2 separate regions of the Gossypium hirsutum genome follow, and region 2 is linked to region 1. A link is a contact called in public Hi-C data. All regions are on one chromosome and are shown on one strand. Each heading gives the region's core, a stretch centred on a gene start, on an enhancer-like site or on the middle of the called end of the contact. The rest is flanking DNA. Distances are from core to core; before and after follow the strand shown. Region 1 holds the start of LOC107948368 (29 kDa ribonucleoprotein A, chloroplastic). Region 2 holds the start of LOC107948357 (probable E3 ubiquitin-protein ligase LOG2).

Region 1 (3,003 bases), core at 377-2,876:
TAATTTTATTTGGGTAAAAATAATATTTAGATAAAAATTTCCTAATAATGATAAATTTAATATTTGAATCCGATCCAAATATTTAGAGAAGTCTCCAATTGTTGGCCGTAGGATTGAGCAAAGAAACTAAAAGAATCTAAAAACCAATTTGATCCGATATATTCAATTTGGTTTAGGTTTTATAATATTCGGTTCAGGTTTTATAATGTTCGGTTCAGTTTCATGTTAATGTTATCATTCAAATCGCACAATTCGGTTCAAGTTCAGTTTCTCCTCTTGGAACCATTTTATACAAAAAGTTAAAATATTTCACAGCAAGTAAATCATTTCTTAAAAATAATAATCATAATTATAAGCATAATTCTAATTTTAAAAAAATAGTTCATTAAACTCTATAAATATTTTATTTATAAAAGAAACAATTATACACAAGTTGTTGAATATATATTTGATAGTTATAAATTTAAAAAAGTATATGGCATATTGTAATGATTCGATTATAATTAATTAAAAGAATGGTAAGTAAAACATTAGATATATCAATAATTTATGTATTAACTTTTCTTTTAACAACTTTAAATGATTTATTAACTTAATAACTTAACTTAAAATGATTTTTTAAATGGTTTTATGAATGATTATAATATTAATGTAATTATTTAATTTACCTCGTAAATGTATAAATGAATTAAGAGCATGCATTATGATTATTATGAAATAAAATATATATATATATTAGAACTTTGGGGTTCAAAAGAAGATGATTTTTTTTTGACAAAACTCAAAATTTTAAAATCAAACCGCTATTATTGGTTTTGGGTATTTCTATTTTTATTCAATACAATTTTGATTTCAAAAGTTAAAAAGAAAATGAAAAAATTTAATTCAATTTTTGTTAAAAATTAAATCGAAGTGAATACATCCATGTGAGTGTTCGATCGAATCGAGTTAATTATGTTGACAAGTCCTATTTTATCATCTAAATCAATTTAAGATTTTTTCGAATCAAGTCGAGTTAAATGAAATTTGAGTCAAATCGAATCGAGTGAACTGTTCGAGTTAAATTAAAAAATTTAAACACGTCAAATTAAAATCAATATAACTAATTTCATGTTATAACACATAAATTTGAAACCACATATATTTAAAAACTTTTTCAAAGTAAATTAATAAAAAATAATTTAGTATGATAAACTTAAATAATTAATTAACTTATTTAAATCCCAAAATTATTATTCTAGAAATTTTTTTATTTTTTAACTTTCTTTATATTTTTTTTGAATTTTTTATAATTTTTTGAATTTTTATAAATATTTTGATTTTTAAAAATTATTTTGAATTATTTTGTAATTTTTGTTGGGAGAAAGACTAATTTGCTCATTTTCAAACTTAATAAGGACTAAAAGGGTATTTATACCAATATGTTATTTGAATTATTTGAGTTATTCAAATTGTAAAATTTAACTCGATTTGAATTCAAAAATTAAATTACCTATTCGATTTAACTTAAATAATTCGAATAACTCAATTCGATTAACTTAAAATTAAAAAAAATTAATTTTTTGATGGAGGTTGTAATTTAGAAACATAAAATACAGTTCTAATTAGTCCATTTTCATTTGGGTTTGAGGGGCTGTGGCCCTATGCAAATGTCGCTCAAACCGAAACCCAAAGCCTTTTCCCTCAGCAAAATATCTAAAATCTATCGCAATCTAATATCTTATCAACAAAAATCTAACGGCCCCAATTTCACGATATGTAATCCGAAGTACCGGCGGCAAGATAGACAAGCAGGCAACTTCTCCTCCTATAAAACTATCTATAATGTAAGCTGCTCTTCTTAAACCCTCTCTCCCATTTCAAAAACCTTATCTTCTCTTTGGCTAAAGCAGAAACAAAGGCTAAAATGTCTGCAACATCTGCTTCATCTCTCATCCTCCCATCTCTCAAACCCAAAACCATATCTTTACCAAACCCAACTCCCATTTCACTGTCCCCCTTCTCTCTTTCCCACCGCCTCCATGCAAAGCCTCTCTTTTCTTCCTCTCTTCAAAGTTTCACGCTTTTAACAAAAAAGTCTTCTTCTTTTCCTTCTAATTTTGTTAGAAACGTTTCCGTTTCATCTGAGTACGGTCAGGAAGAGGGTTTATTTGGTAGTGATGATGAAGAGGCTACTAGGTTCTCCCCTGACTTGAAACTTTTTGTGGGCAATCTTCCTTTTAGTGTGGATAGTGCTCAGCTTGCTGGCTTGTTTGGAAGTGCTGGAAATGTTCAGATGGTTGAGGTAAATTTTTTTTTTCTTTTTCCCCCTTTGCTTTTACCTGTAATTCACCATGTTTATGTTTATGTTTATGAATGACTTGCTTTGTTTTCATCATGTTCTGTTTTCACACAGAGGCTTGCCCTTTAGTTTGAATTCAAGCATAGTATGAACCTTTATTTCTGATATGTTGAATTATAGTATGGAAGAAACTTTTAATTTCGAGATGAAAATTGAATAATTAAAAAGACATTTAGCCAATTGAAGGGTCATGATATACATTTAGTGATTTAATTGAGCATCCATTGAAATATGGACCTTGTTGCTTCACTCCAATCATTTGGGAAGTTAACAAACTAGATGTACACTCCGTTTTGATGTGTTGAAATTATTGCTTTTGACAGGTGATTTATGACAAGGTAACTGGGAGAAGTAGGGGATTTGGTTTTGTAACCATGTCTACTACTGAGGAAGTGGAAGCTGCTGCTCAACAGTTCAATGGCTATGTAAGTCATCTTTTGGGGTGTTCATATGCAGATATGCGAACTTAAAGAGTATTTTGCACATTTAATAATTTAATTGCTTCGTTTACATGCTACTTAAACAAACATGGTTATCCTCTTTCGGTTTAGAGTACGCATGGATGAAGATTTGCATATTTGTCATCTTTAGAACAATTTGAGGATTGACATTTATGTTCTGGCCTTGGAACCCACTGCGGCAAATGAATTTTTTCAGCATCT
Region 2 (3,014 bases), core at 451-2,950, 420 kb after region 1:
TTTCCCGAGCATTAAAATGCCTCCGATTAATTGAAGGATGAATTCCTGGGCATATTGTTTTTTAACAACCTTAATCGCATGTGGAAGAAGCTTTTCAAAAATTTTTGCCAACCAATTTATCAATATCCGATCACCATCAAACTTGTTCGAGACCTTCTCTAATAATGTTGCGCATAGATCCTCTTTATCGAGAATGATTGCTTCTCCCGTGACAATTGGCCTACCTACCAACAAATCTAGTTGTAATGCCACGTCCTCCAGTGTGATTGTACACTTGTCGCATGGAAGATGGAAAGTGTGTGTCTCAAGCCTCCGCCTTTCCACCAATGCGTTGATGAGTCTAGGATTGAGTTTGCAACCCCCGAGCATACGAGACGTATGCAAGAATCTCACCTTTTGCAAGTAACCATGAATTTCAGTGATCGAAGGTTTTGCCAAATTATGCATGAAAGCCTTTAAAACATGATCATCCACCTATTTATAATGATAGAAAAATTTATTTTAATTTTTAAAAAATAATTTAAAATTAATATAATAAAAAATAAGGAAAATTAAATTTTCGTCTTACCATTACTGCTTGAGCGCGGAAATGTGATTGTCGTCGAAACGAATTAGAGAGGTTGTCATTCGTGAAAACTTAATCCGAACGAATTAAATACGGAATAATTAAAAAAATTAATATTTCTAAACAGGAATATCGAAAAATTTAGAACAAGGACCTGAGAAAATTGAGAGAGTTAGGAGATTAGAAAGAATTGAAAGAATAGGATGTGAGTGAAAAAGATAAATTTGGGGGGTATTTATAGGTAAAAAAAATGATTGTTGCCCCCTTCTTAAATTTTTCTACCGTTGCACGACCAACGTTTGAAGATGTTAGGTTTGACTGTTGAGAGAAAACGCGTCTAGCTGTGCACATTTTTCATTTCTCTCTCCAAAAACGATTTATTTACCTAAATTTAAAAAAGTACGACTTTTAAGCCTAATTAAAAAAAACTGACATATATGGTTAATTTAGTGGAGAAAATTTTAAATTATTTTTCTTTTAAAAAAAGAACCCTGATTGGCAAAATTCTCGTGACCAAAGCAATCAGCAGCAGCCTCTCAATTTCTCATATGACCGAATTTGAATAAAGAATACTTTAAAAAAAATAGTTTTGCATAAATAATGGATTATTTTAAAGTTTCCTTCATTTATTTCAGGCATCATCCAATTCCCCCATTATAATCATCATCAAAGGACATATGGTTGACCATTATATACACAAACTTCAATTATTAATTTGATTTTGATATTATTATATGAATGGCTTCACAAAGATTGTCATTTCTCAAAAATAATCATAAAATTCAGGAAAATAAAGCCAAGAAAATCCTGATTCTTGGCAACTACTAGATTTAAACTTTTGATTGCCTTTGCAATTTGCATTGTCCAATTGGTGGAACAAGCCATGTTATGAGATAAGCAGAAAATGGTGGTGGTGGAGAATACCTGTAAAGCATTAAAAAAAAAAAAACTAATTCATTTTTTTCAACATAAATTGACTGCCTTGGACTTTGAATTTACCCAAAAACATATAATTTAAAATTTAAATTACATCTTTTAAGAAAAAAAAAAAAGATTCAAGCTTTCATTGCTTTGTTGACAAACTTCAATCTTTAATAAAAAACTAAATTGTAATTAATTAAAAAAATTCAGACTTTAATCAATTACCGGCCAAAGTTTGGGTATTTTTGTCATCAAATAACAAAAAACAAAAGAAAAAAAAAGAGAGAGAAAAAGAGAGAAGCTGTTCACTTTAGCACAATTTTCGTCTCTTCATCAATGGTGATTTCGGTGGAGCTTTACGCAAACCCAATATTCACCCAACCAAATATTCTTTCTTTTATTTTTATTTTTCTTTTTCTTTTGATAGAGAAATGAAAGGAAAGACCGAGTAAATTTTTTTCTCTTCTAAACTCCTTTCGATTCCAAATTAGTTTTTTTTTCTTTTCATTTTTTGGGTTTTTGAGGGAAAAATGCCAGAAATTTTTACTTGAAACTGGATCGAACTTGGTTATAAAGTCTTTCCTTTATAAATCTTTGCAAAATTTCCGGTTTATTTTCCTTTTGTACTCCAAGAACCGGGAAAAATTCATGGGGAACATCGGAAGTAGCGGAGTAAGTGGCCGGAGAAGGCACGGAAGCAGGCGAAATCATCCTCCGCCACCACATCCACCTCCTCCAGCTCAGCCTCAACCTGAAATCTCCGCCAACCGTTACGTCTTTGCCGCCGCAACGCCTTACCCGCCACAATACCCGAATACCAACCCGCCCCAGTACTACCAGTACCCAGGGTACTACCCCCACCAGCCGCCTGTGCCTTTGCCGCTTCCGGCGCCTTACGATCATCATCACCATCATCGAGGTGGACCCCACATAGAGCCCGCCAATTGGAGTAGATATGCTTGTGGACCGATGATGCCTCCACCGCCGCCGTATATAGAGCATCAAAAGGCGGTTACTATAAAAAATGATGTAAATTTGAAGAAGGAAACTTTGAAATTCGAAGCTGATGAGCTGAATCCTGGGAAGTTCTTGGTTTCTTTCACGTTTGATGCTACTGTTGCTGGAAGGTATAGAACTTCAATCTCTTTGTTTAAAAATTTTAAATTTTTTGAAATCTGTGAGAATCTAATGATTGTAGCTTAGAACATGAGTTGCTTTTGATTAAAATTTTACTCCTCGGATATAATTTATATGATGATTATTGTTACACTTGTTTTGAAAGCTTGAGATATAAATTCTGTCTAATTATATGATTGGTGTATTTTACTTGGGGAGATGCATGTTTAGAGGCATAAAAGTTTAGCAAATGATTTGGAATCCAATGAATGATTATTGGTTTTTTTGGGGGGTTTATTTAAGTATCGATTTGTATATTTGAAGGTTTTATGGTTACCTTGCTTGAATGGGGTTTGAATGCAATCATTAGAGGTGTGTTTTGAGGTCCCGGATTTTATGTTTCTACTTGATA

Evidence for each region. Hi-C and Micro-C count contacts between places; a contact is called where the count stands out from the background.
Region 2: a Hi-C map of leaf shows a contact between it and region 1, with 4 times the contacts expected there. The contact joins the promoter of LOC107948357 here to the promoter of LOC107948368 in region 1. A contact is called at or near these places in 6 of 34 Hi-C or Micro-C datasets (callus, leaf and petal).

Annotation. Positions count from the first base shown.
Region 1 is chrA04:67,822,085-67,825,087 of Gossypium_hirsutum_v2.1, forward strand. LOC107948368 (29 kDa ribonucleoprotein A, chloroplastic) reads left to right here and starts at 1,627. Exons shown (of 5, transcript XM_016882873.2): 1 at 1,627-2,284; 2 at 2,665-2,766. The coding sequence starts at 1,907.
Region 2 is chrA04:68,246,389-68,249,402 of Gossypium_hirsutum_v2.1, forward strand. It overlaps LOC107948357 (probable E3 ubiquitin-protein ligase LOG2), which reads left to right and starts at 1,701. Exons shown (of 3, transcript XM_016882865.2): 1 at 1,701-2,613. The coding sequence starts at 2,135.